Regions from separate parts of the Macaca fascicularis genome. Here region 1 is linked to region 2. Evidence: chromatin contacts called from public Hi-C data. All regions are on one chromosome and are shown on one strand. Each heading gives the region's core, a stretch centred on a gene start, on an enhancer-like site or on the middle of the called end of the contact. The rest is flanking DNA. Distances are from core to core; before and after follow the strand shown.

Evidence for each region. Hi-C and Micro-C count contacts between places; a contact is called where the count stands out from the background.
Region 1: a Hi-C map of liver shows a contact between it and region 2, with 4 times the contacts expected there. The contact joins the promoter of SSBP3 here to the enhancer-like site in region 2. A contact is called at or near these places in 2 of 2 Hi-C or Micro-C datasets (liver and skeletal muscle).

The regions. Positions count from the first base shown.
Region 1 is chr1:180,263,594-180,270,262 of T2T-MFA8v1.1, reverse strand. SSBP3 (single stranded DNA binding protein 3) reads right to left here and starts at 4,636. Exons shown (of 17, transcript XM_005543286.5): 1 at 4,420-4,636; 2 at 3,336-3,408; 3 at 3,055-3,116; 4 at 365-449. The coding sequence starts at 4,475.
Region 2 is chr1:180,180,963-180,187,440 of T2T-MFA8v1.1, reverse strand. No RefSeq gene overlaps it. Among named protein-coding and RNA genes, the nearest start is that of ACOT11, 53 kb to the right of the region's middle. Within about 2 kb of position 3,915, at least 5 of the 6 cell types and tissues checked have an H3K27ac peak or open chromatin away from gene starts, as enhancers often do. A contact at or near this core is called in liver, where this site is marked.

The DNA.
Region 1 (6,669 bases), core at 3,387-5,886, 82 kb before region 2:
CGTTTGTTACAATTTCTTCTGAAACCAACACTAAAGAGGCTTAGTCCCCTCTCAGCTAACTGTCCACTCTTAACGTAAGTCTCACATAGTTCTGAGTCCTGTACAACACCATTTAATTCTCCACATAGATAGCTACACAATTTTTCACAATCACAACATTATGAAACACCGTTCACCAAGTCAGAACACTGCTGGAGAAGAGTACCATGGGGAGGGCTGCAGAGAGGTGGGCAGGGGAACAGAAAGAAAGGCAAGGAGAAAATAAAGACCACTGCCAAATGGCTGTGTATTTGCTTTTCATACTAGAGAACTTAGAGCTATCCAACCCTATAATTATTGCTAGGATTAAAAATGTGTTACTCACATAATCATGAAAGGCTTTTGCTTCACTCGAATGTTCACAAGTGTCTCTCCTTTCAGGAGCGGCACAGTAAAGGTCCCAAAATACACTGCAAGGAGGAAAATACAATAAGGTCAGGTTACTAATTATTACTTGTGTACACACGGCAAGTGCACAATGCATGGCGCTAACAGTACTAGGTCTCCCAAAGGCTCAATCCCACCTTATCAGCTCTCACTGGGCAAACAGCCTAAAAAACAGAACACGTCCAACTTTTTCTGGCAAGTCAGCCATTAGTAATGGGAGTAATAGTTCTTATATATCAAATACCTACTGCGTGCCCGATGCCTCACACCCGTATTACTTGTGTCTACCATAGACTATAAGGTAGGCAATTTTCTCTCCACTTTACACAGGGGGCAACTGAAGCTCAAAGGGGTTAGTAGAACCCACTCATGGATGCCCTAGGAGGACGAACGCAAATGTGGATGAGAATCCATACTGGTCTCATCTGTTTTCTTTTCACCACCCAAACCAAAATGGCTGCATATCCTAAAAAAGGTTCAAGTGCCAAAGTCAGGACATAACTATGATTCATACATCCAGCAATCTAGGAGAGACTCTGTCAATAAAGGAAATTTTACAGGTTCTTAATCCCAGAGCCCACACCTCCACCCTTCCCACCCCACCCCCACTCCCACCCAAGCCCTCCCCCAAGGAATTCTTATGCAAGAACCACTCCTCCCTCCACGCACCAAAAAACACAAATCAGTTAGGCAAAGGACAGGTCATGGACATCCAAGTATCTGGTCCTTTCACACTGCAGTAGAGGGCCCTCTTCAGAGAAGCACCTGTCAGCAAAGGGAAGAAGGAAGCAAGCCCAGAAATGCCTGCCTCATCCCCCACTAAAGATTTTGTAGGGTCACTCCAACATTTTGTACGAGAACAGACATACAAGTCCTATGTCAACCAATAAAGCCCTATTCAAAGACGGAGTTGTCACTGTTATTAACAAGGGACCTAAGAAACTCTCCAGATCAGGAGCCCAAGGCCCAGGGACAGAACCAGCTTAAAGGGTAAAGTGGGCACCAAAACCAAATTCCTGGTCCAATGCTCTTGTCCTCGTCACAAACAGGCAGCTCTGCAAGTCATCAGACAAGCATCTCACTCAAGGTGTGTGAATAATGCAGCCTGCCCCTCACCAGACAAGCTCCACTGCTTCCTCCTTGGGTCATTTTGCTCAGTGTCAAATCGCAGGAACCAACTTCTACCAAACAGGACCACAGCCACTCATAAGCCACCATCGCCCGGGCCTCACACAACAGACTCTACGTTCCTATGCCTGAGATAAGGATGGAGAAGTTTCAGGAGCTCCTGGATATAACAGGAAAATCAGGGACTTCTACTAGCTGCAGAGAGGGGCTAAAGAACATTTCTTTCTGTCTTCTGGAACTGTACACATCTGATTACCTCCTCCACACGTTAAAGGTTTCCAACACTACATATTCCCCAGCACCTTCACTCATAAGCCTAAGTAACCTTCAATCATAAGCCTAACTTTCTACAAGATCCAAGCCGATCAGAGCTGCCAACCCCATCCACACACTCCCTCCAAAAACAGCCACAGAAAACCTATCACCCACTCCTACAGGTGGAATCCTTCCGCCACACTAATGCCTCCAAGACCTGCAGTTCCGAGGTTGGCAGAAGTAATTAAAAACTCATTTTCTCTGCACAAGTTAGAACAGACACTTCATCCTCCTGCTGTTCTAAGACTTAGAACAGTAACCTGAGCTGGCAGGTAAACCCGCTAAGATGCCAACAGACATGAGACAGGACACACCGTTTTGTTGAACTCCATCAAAGTATCAAAAGCCACTCTGCTTTCTTTTCTGTTTCAAAAGGATGTTAAAGACTCCACCAGTCAGTGGCACAAAACACCGGGGTCATACACTTAGGGCAACTGGGTCCGGCTGACCCTAAGCTCCCTCTTGGCTGTCGTATACCCAACAGAGACCAAACCTGCGGTGGCCCCACACCCAAAGGACACAGAGACCTGGTAAGAGAGTCACAGAGAGTGGGAGCCCCTAACTACAGACACTGTGAGGTCGACTCTGACCAGTTAAGGTTCTGCCTAAAACAACACTTTGTGGTTTTAGTGGGGGAGGGGGGCGGGGAGCTCCCAGAGGAAAGGAAGGACCAGTCAGTCTGAATCAGTATCTTTAAAGGAAGTGGCAGCCCTTTCTTGCTTTTTCTCAGGGTGCCTGGAAAAAGCCCCGTAGATGTCCTATCTTAAGGTTGTAAGCTCCGAGGAGAAAAAGGAACGGACAGGCTAATTGTAAAACAGACCTGGTATCCCCTCCACGCCGCCCCACCCCCACTCCTCTAATTAAAGCAACATGCAGAATTGACAAAAATCCTCCAATGTTTTTTCAAACCCTTGCCTAGAGCCCCAGAGTGAGATGTAAAAGTAAGGAGTTTCTACCCCAACATCACAGATTATTTTGTCGTTTTTCCCCAAAACTTCAGGTAGCATCCTCTTCTGCCCTTTTCCTCCTTGGCCAGCTGGGCCGGAGTGCCTCGAGGTGCCCCGCTCTGTGCAACGCGGAGGGCCACAGGGTGGAGGGCCTGCTCCAGGCCTCCCTTCTTTGTTCACTTGGACCCAGGGCTCAGAACAAAACAAACACACATGCAAAACTATCACACAAACTTACCACCACCACGAGTGCAAAAACCCAGGCGGTTCTCCCAACGTGATGTTTTTTTCCCATCGAATCTGGAAAGGTAAGAGCGGAGGCAGCTTAGAGGAGTAGACACGGGGTGGGCTGGGGGCTTCCTAGAGCCAAAAGGCTGGGAAGACCAACTAACAATAAATGCCAAAAGGTGATAAAAATTCAAAATGGTGGCCACAGTGGCTGCTCCTGAAAACAAAGGCTCTAAGAATAGTGGGGAGGGGGGTGTCAAGAAATTGGATGCTGGGGGGAGTCCCACTCACCTCCGATAAGAAGGTCTGTGCAGATTTCTGTGCTCCTACGTGCAGTAAATATTCGTAGACGTATAAAGCTAACCTGGAAAGTGGGCAGGGAGCAAAGAGAGAGGGGAAGGAGTCAGATCCCACCGGCGCTCTCCAGGACCTTGCCAGCAGGCTTTGAGCCCTGTCTGCGCCGTCCCATTGTGGCCCCGACCAGAGGTAAGCAGCTAGCTAACCCCAAACAGGGCCGCCAGGTGCGAACAGTTAGGGGGTGGGGACCGGGGAACGCGTTACCTCAAGCAGTGAGGGATGGAGAGCAGCCCCAAACTTGAACTTCCAAGTCGCGTCGGGGACAAACCCACCTAGGTTCCTCAAACTCGCAAGCCACTCGACCCCACAGCCACCTTGCCTTTCCCGACCCAGTCCTCGCTACGCTCTCCCCGGCTTTGGAGGTCCAGGGAGACTCAGCCCTGGACTCCGGGTGCTTGGCGCGCTCTAGAGAGGGCAGCAAAGCACCACCCTCGTCACCTCCCCCCAAACAACTGTGCCCCAAGTCTGGGGCCAAGCCGGCGCCACCGTCGCTGCCTAGCCCGGCGTCCGAGGACGCGGACCCAGTGACGAATACGAGGGCAGGGAAGGGAGAGCGCTCCCGGCCGAACAAAGCCCCCGGCACGCACTCCTCACGCCGCCGGCGGACAAAAGGCGGCTTCGGGGCTGCAGAAGCCACGCGCCCCCTGCCCGCGCCCGGTGGGCAAAGTGCGGCCACCGCGGCGAGCGCCCGGCTGGAGCGAGCGTCCAGGCTCGCTGGCGGGACCTCGCCCACCACTCACCGCGGGGCCCCGCGCCCGGCCCGCGCCACGGCCACCAAGTACCTCCTCCGGCGGCTCCCCCCGCCGCCCCTTCCCCGATCTCCCAACCTCCGCCGGCTCCCAACAATGGGTTCTCCCACGCCGCCCGCCCCGGCCTCGGGGAAGGGGCCAGGCAGGCGGCGCCTGGACCCGGGGGCCAGAGGGCGCAGCAGCCCCCGGCCCCCGCCCGCCCACCTGCCTCCCACCGCCCGCCCGCAGCCCGGCGGCGGCGCGGCCGCCACTTGCAAAATAGGGCTTACTTTTCCCGAGCCTGCCCGTCCGAGGGCACCGCCGAGCCTTTGCCTTTGGCAAACATGGTTTGCAGGGAAGAGGGCGCCGAGCCTCGCCGCCGCCGCCGCCGCCGCTACCGCTCCGGCTCTCCCGAGCTGCCCCTCGCTCCCGGCCCCCTCCCCGGCGCTCGCTCGCTCTCTCGCTCGCTGGCGCTCTCCTCGCCGCGCTCCCCTCCCTCCCCCCCAGGCGCTGGCTCCGCGCTCTTTCCAGCTGTCAAAGCGTCAGCCCCGGCCGCGGCCCCATCGCCCTGGAACTCCTCCCGCGCCGGCTCGGCCTGGAGTGCCGCCGCCGCCGCCCGCACGGCCGCCCGCTCTCCGCTCGCTCGCGCGCCCTCCCGGCTCCGCCTGCGCCGCCCTCTGCGCCTCCAACACCGCTGCCGCCGCCGCCGCCGCCGCCGCTGGTCTACTTGGAGCTCAACCGAACGTGGCTACCCGGGCGAGGGAGCGAGGCGGGCGGCAACGTCCCGCGATGGATGGCCGCGTCGACCAATCGGCGCACGCGGGGGCGGGCCCGGGCCGGCCGGGAGGGACGCCCTGACAGCGCCGGCCGCGGCAGTCCCCGCTGCGGCCGCCTCCGCGGAGCCGCTGCCTGCTCCTGCGAGCGAACTGGGGGCGTCCGGGGGCGCGAGCCTCTCTTTTCTGTCGCCGGGGCGGGGGACGACGTGGATCGGGCTGGGGGCACCCTGGTCTCCTCGCCCCAGCGAGGAGGGGGATCTGACTGGCGCTCCCCGCGGCGTGGACCACTGGGGGTTAGGGGGGCGCTGCGGCAGCGTCCGGTGGGAGGGGGCGCAGACCCCCAAGCGGTCGCCGCTCTCTCCCTCCTGCCACGTCCGTCTCCCTTATCTGCTCCTCACCTCCCCCCCGCCGCGGCCCGCGCCAGCCCAGCCCTTATCTCGCCCTTCCCTCTCGGTAGTCCTCCCCCTAGGCTCCGACCCCGAGCCCCTCCCCAGACTCCAGCCCGGCCCCCAGCCCGCCCCGCCCCCGGGCCTCACTCTCGCCCAGTCTAGCTTCCGAGCGCCGGGCCCGGGGCTCCACGCTGAGAGCGGCGCGGCTCGAGCCGGCGCCGAGGCGCGCGGCTGCTCCTTTACTAGATCATTAAAATACTTTGGAAAACCCCAAAGTGGAGCCGCGCGAAAATGGCCTTTGGCGTGCTTTGGGGAGCTGGGGGGGTTGGGGACAGGGGACTTCAACTAAGAGGAACGAGAGTGATTTCTCCCAAATTTCCAAGGTTTGCCAGTCCTGGCAAGTTAGCCCTTCGGCTTCTCCACGGGAAAGGGTGCCACTCGGGGATGGGGGGGCGTCACCTGGGCGGCCTGCGACGCGGAATGCGCGCCACAGAAATGTGCAAACTTCAAATAAATGGAGCTAAATTGGGGAGTAGGGGACGAGAGTCAGGCGTAGGGGGAGGGGAAGCTTCCATTGTCAGTGACCCAGGTGTACAATGGGAAATTGAGGGGGGCTGGCAGAGTGACCCAGCTATTTGCTGCTGACTCCTTTCTGCCCACGCCGAGAACCCAGAAGACACACTGCGTGCCCCTCATTAGAGACTCTTAAGACCAGGTACCGGCGAAATAGGGGAAGGCTCCCCCATTTTCAGACTGTTTTTAGAGAGCGGATCTCTTTAAATGGGATAAAACACTGTCGGCACTGTCTCTTTAAAAGAGTCAAGCAGAAAAAGCTGTGTAAGCGCTGATTGGCTGCCTGTTTGGATACATCTTTAGGGGAGCCTTGAAACTGTTAGCCTAGGTTGATTTTTTTTTTTTTTTTTTTTAACTGCGCTGTTCCAATAAACAAGTAACGCCCCTCCCCCTAACATGCCTCGCACCAAACAATTAAAGGATAGGTCAGTGTCCTGGGGAAAACACGTTTCAAGTAGGAAAACTCAGAACTAGATTTCAACAAAATAAACAATAATTCCCTACCATTAAAGTTTGCTTATTTTGATCTGTAGAAGAGAGAAAAGGGGCTTTTAAAAGAAATGCCCCGCAGCTAAAGGATCTGCGTTGGTTCAGGAAGGAGACTCTGGGTGCATTTTTGGAATAATATTCTACTCAATGTAACAACCTCCTTAAATTAGAATACAGCCAGGCCCTGCGGACACTTCCGGACTCACTCTGCTCCCTTCCAGGACCCAGCGCTCACAGGGGAAAGGGGCAGAAAAAAGGAACGCTGAGACCTAGTTTATGGGCGTCTCTGTGCTAGTCCCTATTTTAAAGGTTG
Region 2 (6,478 bases), core at 2,666-5,165:
GGATACCTGCAGCAGTGGTTAGGATAGACTGGGCTAGAGTTCATAGATGGTAAGTGAGCTCTCTGTCACTTGTGGCATTCAAGTGGGGGCTGGACACACACTAGCCTGGGATGTTGTAGAGGGCCTTTGTGTATCTCAGGTGAGCTGGGCCCTGTGATTTCTCAGCCTGGACAGTTTCTGACCCTAGGGTTTTGTTGCATGTGTGTATGGGAAGCTATCTATCAGAGCTTGAGCATGTCTGTAATTTGGGGACCTCTGTGGTCTAGAGGTGGTTTGTTTTTTTGGACCTTAGCTCACAATTGGAACTGGGGCAGGATTACAGGCATGACGGCTGCGCCGGGGCAGAGGCTCCATCTCCACAGGCCACAAGGCACAATCACCCCACTGTCCTGTTGGACATATATCTAAGAACCACAGAACATGAAAGATCCTTGATCTTTGAATAGCCTTCCTCCACCCCAGTTTGATTTGTGGGCAGACTGAGGTCCTTGATCAAGGTCACAGGATAGGGCATGGCTTCGCTGAGGTGGATTCATGCTAGATCCTGGTACCACCTCCTCAAACCCCCAGGGACCTCTAGTGTTTGCCTCTCATTGCCTTTCCTTAGCATGAGAGATGTTCTTTAACACACATGGAAAGAGATCCTAATTCTTTTTAATTAGGAGGATACAAAGGGAGAAGTCAGGAGACTGCCCCCACCCACGGTTGGGAGACTAAGTGCTCCCCAAATTACACAGCAGATGCCAGGGCTCCGGCAACAAGACCCAGCTTGATAGCTTTGTGGTAACCACAGCCAGCACAATTTTATTTTATGTTTTAACTCCTCAGTGATATATGGACCTCTCACAAGCAGGAGAAATGGCATCCAGAACTTCTCCCTTTAAAAAAAATAATTTTTGAACTTGCGCAACACACGCCCAGTTTAATTAACCCTTTTGTCAGGAAGCTTGGTCTGCCCCAGGCGGTGTGAGAAAACTGTTTCTGCTCTGTGCGGTGGGAGTAGTACAAAAAACATGTGCCAGCTTGGGCACTGCCTTGCCCTGGGACCCATGGCTGCCCCTCTGGGTCTTCGCTGGACAAATTACTCTGTGGGCAGTTTCATGTGCCTCCTCTGGGGTCTCTTATTTTTTTCTGCTTTTAAAATTTCAGTCTCAGTTGTGCCACTGCTCTCCAGCCTGGGTGACAGAGCGAGACTCCATCTCAAAAAAAAAAAAAAAAAAAAAAAAGTCAGCCTCTGGTGCCTGGGTGCCTGTTCTATAGGAGACTGCATCGCATCTCTGCACCCCTCAATCCCTATTCCCACACAGCCTTGCTATTCAGAACTGGAACCACAGTGTCTCTTTTTTCTTTTTTTCTTTCTCTTTTTTTTTGAGACAGAGTCTGGCTCCGTCGCCCAGGCTGGAGTGCAATGGCACAGTCTCGGCTCACTGCAACCTCCACCTCCCAAGCAGGTTCAAGCGATTCTCCTGCCTCAGCCTCCCAAGACGCTGGGATTACAGGCGCCCCCACCACTCCCAGCTAATTTTTTTTTTTTTTTTGTATTTTTAGTAGAGACAGGGTTTTGCCATGTTGGTCAGGCTGGTCTAGAACTCCTGCCCTCAGATGATCCACCCACCTCGCAAAGTGCTGGGATTATAGGCGTGAGCCACTGCACCCGCCAGGCAACCACAATGTTTCAAATCAAAGCTCACTTCTGACCCCCTCCCACTCCCTCATCTGCATGTACTAAAGGGACTGAGGAGCCCCCACCCCACCACACCCCACCTCACCATCTCTGACTGTGTCCATTCCTCCCTGGCCACACTAACTCTGCTTAACGTTGCTGGTTTTACTGCACCTCTCTCTGCCCTCTGGTCTCTTTGCTTTTTAACACTCAGCTCTGTTCTGTCACTTCCTTGGCCAGAAAGCTTCAGGCTCCCCACTCCCCAAATTGTCTGAGGGAAAAAGCCCCAACTTCTGCCCCTCCTAGGCTTGGGGTCCCAAGACCTAGCCTATTCCCAACCCCTTTCTGTTTTCCACGCTCCATTCATTCAATGTGCAAATATTTGTTGAGCCCTTACTATGTGCCAGGAATTATGTTGGGCATTCAGGAGATTGTTGATGCACAAATGCACAGAAACCAAGTGTGTTTTGAGAGCTCAGGGGTTCAGGGGCTCTGAGGAGGGGCACCGAATTGAGAGAGGGACTGGGCTGCCGCCAGCTCTCTTCTCACTGGTTTCCTGTTTACCATTAGCAGCTGCCCATCCCTCCTTAGCGCACAAATACCCAAGTGAACCTTGGTATGTTTTCAGACCCGCAGCTCAATCACAAGCATGAAGCAGGCGACTTGAAATCCATCTTTAGCTGCCTTGAAAACCTGCACAGGACCCCCTTTAGATTCTTCCTGCCCACACTCTCCCCAAGTTCTGTCTTCCTCTCCCCCTTTTGAGGACATATGGCCCCTTGAAGTTTTTGTTTGCTTGCAGTAGGAGAAAAACAGCTTTAAGTGTAGGGGGTTTTTCCTTTTTTTTTTTTTAAATTTTTTTTTGTTAAGCATCAAGAGACACAGCAATCTGCTTGGAGATACTGTACGTGCATAATTAATAAAATCGCATTATTTATTTATAAAGAGACACACGAGGAACGGGAGAATTAGGGCTATCCCCATTATATATGAAGAGAGAGAGAGAGAGTGGAGAGGCAAAAATACTTTTTGAACATTAGATCCTTCCAGAGAAGTGTCTCGTAATAGGCGGTGAATAAAACGGCCTGTGCTCCTCATCGAAGCCCTGTGCCCAGAAGGCATCAGAAAGCAGAAACCTGGTTTAGGGGCTTAAAAAAGGAACAGGATCGATGTGGCGCTCGCAGTGCCCAGCATGCCGGCGTTGAGTAGTTGGCAGGAGAGCAAGAGAGAGAGGAGGCGCGGTTGAGGGTTTGGCCGCCGGGATAGAGGCTTGAGAGCCAGTCTGGGGCTTCCAAAAGAGGGGGCCTTGGGCCACAGAATCTCTGGCAGGTGGGGGAGAAACGGCTACCCCACTCGGCACCGCATAAATAACCCAGATGCCGGCGAAGGGGAGCCCCTGGTTTCGATGAGACCACTGCAAGCCAGGTCACATGAACTTGGTGGTGGTGAGGGGGTTCTAGATAGCAGCTTTGTCCTTGGACCTCTGCATCCCGGATGCCCGGGCAACACCGCCAAAATCAATAACCCAACTTATTATATAACAGCCTCGGAGACCGGGAGGCAGGGGTCAGGTCCTCCCAGGCTTCTAGAGCTGTCGGTGGACCTTCTCTCTCCTTGTCTCTCTCCCTTTCATTTTTTCTTGAGACATGCTTTAAAATAGAAAACAGGCTTGTGTAGGAACCAAACACATAGAAAGGGGGTGGTTTGTAGGGATTTTTCCCCCCATCTCCCTCGAGGGCAAGCAACTCCTGCAGCGCCACTCTCGGCCTTCCCCGGGCTGTGGGCTTGGCACGGGGGGCGGCGCTGGGGGAGCGGCGTCGGCCGGGGCAGCAGCCTCCGCAGGGTTACCCGGGCGCGTGCAGGGAAACGTCTCAGCAATTCCAGCGCCCGAGCGGAGCGCGCGGGGGGGTGGGGGCGCGCGGCGCGGGGCACCTTGAAACCGCCGGCGGCCGCGCGCTGATTGGCCGAGCCGCCACCTCGGCGTTCCAGCCAGGCTCCCCTCCCCCCGCGCCGTCCACCCCGGAAGGAATTTCCTCCTCTGGCGGCCGCTATTGTTGTCCACCTTCGCTGTTTGGGTCGGATCGCGTAACCATAGTATCCAAACTGTGACTGTGCGGGGCCCCAGCCTGGGACCCCTGTGCCCCCACCCCCCAGCCAACCCCCCACTTTTTTTTTCTTTTTGCAGCCTACTTATCATGACTTCATCGGACTCCGGGGAGCGGGAAAGGGGGTTGGGGCGGGGAGCGGGGAGCGGGCCCGCTTCTGGCGGCCCTTCGAGATGTTTTCAATTATAATTTTTAAAAAAGTCTGCTTTGTGGGTTCGGGGCTTAAAAATTCTTCCTACTTGCCCCCCTCCCCATGAAACCGTTGGACCAAACTTGAATGGGGGTTTCCTCCTTTTCCCCTTTACGGTCTATGCTCCAGCCCCTGACTTTACGGCTCACGGCTGGGGGTTGGGGGAAATTCGCAGCAGGAGTCGCCCCCCACAAAACGCTACCCTTCGGATCGTGGCTGTGTCCTAGCCCCTGGGCTTGGGTTTGAGCTGGGGAAGCGAGGCTGGTGGTGGGGTGGAAACATCACCCACTGCAGCAACCCCCACTCTGGGGCGCTTCCTGGCAGGCTTGGGGGATCCCCGGAGATGGATCTGGGGTAGGTGGTACTGGGTGGATGCCCATCAGACATCGGGGAGGGGTGACGGGGTTAAAGGGGAGACAGGGGAAGCAGCTGACAGGTTATTGGAAGAACAAGCCCCCTCGCCCCTCGAATTTCTCCCACGAGTCTCTGAGCTCAGACATCCTAGTCCGCGCAGGCAGCCCGAGCCGAATGCCTGCTCCCAACCCCGGCCAAAAAAAAAAAGAAAAACCAACCCCAGACAAAAACCCTGTCCCCAGAAGTACGGCTAGGAGAGGTGGGGAGCCAGCAGCAAGTCCGCACCGAGCCGGCTGCGCGCAGCGCGGGAGCCCCCGGGCTGGGGCCGGCAGCGGGGGGCGGTATGAGTGCCGGGCGGTGGAGGGGTTGTCCAACATTCCCAGAACTCAAGTATTCTCCCGGCGCTGGGCCGGGCGGGGGCAGTGGCGGCAGCGGCCCAAGTTCGGGGCAACACTGCCCCCTAGGGGCCGCCACGGCAGGTTTGCAGCTGGGGCGGCGAGGGGTCTGGAGTTTCGGGTCTAGCCCTGGGACCAGGCACTTTACTTTGGCCCACTGTGTTTCACCGGCCAGCGGAGCCGGGGAGTACCCGGGCGGGGCTACCGTGATCCCCTGGCAGACCACTGACAGGCCAGAGGAGAGCCTTCAAGTGCCAGTTCAGGGAGCTGGGGAGATATGGTAGTAGGGTTTGTATTTTTGCTCTAGAATTTAAAACTTCGGCAGACAGTTTCCCATAAGCTCTCAGTGATGGATGGGAACTTAAGATCATTGACTGAGTCCCCTCATTGTGCATTGGGGAAACTGAGGCCCAGAGACGGGAATGATTTGCTCAGGGATATGGAGTTTGAACCTAGTCCTCCTGGTTGTCATCTGGGGACCTGTGGCTTTTTTGGTGCTCACGGAGCCCTCTTTGATTCCTCTGACACTGATGGCTCCCTATCAGAGAGGCATCACCGCTCTCATTTTACAAATGAGAAATCAGAGAGGTCTCGACTTGCTCAGAATTTCTCCCACGGGTCTCTGAGCCTGCCATGGTCCCTGGGCTCACACAGCCCATCTTTTTTTCCAACCCTCTAGACCATAGGAACTTGGGGGACTTGAACCTTAGGGTCAATCAGCAGGCCAGCTTTCTGCTCTGGGGCCCTATGGTATTCTACAGTCATCCCTTCCAGACCTGGGTGGAGGTGGCTGCTCCAGACTGGTGGTGGGGCAGGGGTAATCCAACAGCAGGGTTGAGTTTGCTGAAATCTGGGCTCTTGGCCTCTAAACAGCTGCCATCTCTGGGCCTCAGCTCCCCCATCTCTAGAATGGTTGGTAGCAAGAGGATGGAGAAGGCGTCTGGCAACTCCCAGTCGGGGGTGACACTGTACGGCCCCGCCTCTTTGGTCTGCCATGCCCGCTCCTCTCCTTCCCTTCTAGGTTGGGGTCTGCAGGCTAGCTTTCTCCTGCCCTCCCTTCCTCCCTCCCTGCAGGGCTCCTGCGGCCGCCCCTCCCTCCTTCCCCTCCCGTCTCCCCTCCCCTTCTCTCCTCTCCTGGCAGGCGCAGAGCTGACTGCGGGAGGGAGCGGTGGGCACGGAGCCAGCAGAGCGTCAAGTCAACCCCTGGGGAAGACGGGGCGTGGGGGGCTGCTGGCTGCTGCTGAGGCGCTGTCAGAGGCTGCAGCTCTGCGCTGGCGGGGGCAGAGTCCCTAGGGGTTATTTGTGTCCAAGGTAACTGGTGTCCGAGCTTGCTGCTAGCCTCCTCCCTGTCCCTAGAGACCAGGGGAACTGCTCTGGGAGTCATCTGGAGACCTCCCTCTCCCTCACTGCCCACGAGCAGTCAGGCATCAAGTCTGGGCCTTTCTCCCCTTAAATATCTCTCGTCCGGTTTCCTCAGCCACTGCCTTCTGATCTCCCAGGGGCTCTAAACTGTCCCCTCCAGGCCTTCCTCCAACACTGGGAACCTCTCCTGTGAAGCCCGGCCTTCTGCTGCCCTCATGGCCAACCCTCTGGCACCTGGGCCTGCCCGCCTGTGCAGCCTCATTTGGAGTCTCTCCCTGACACAGATGTTCTGTCCTGGTGACATTGCATGTGAATTCTGGAGCCTGCCATGCTCCCTGGGCTCACACACGTCATCGGTCAGGTCCTGCCCAGCCTTGGGGACACTGAGGTGAATAACTCCAGTCCTTCC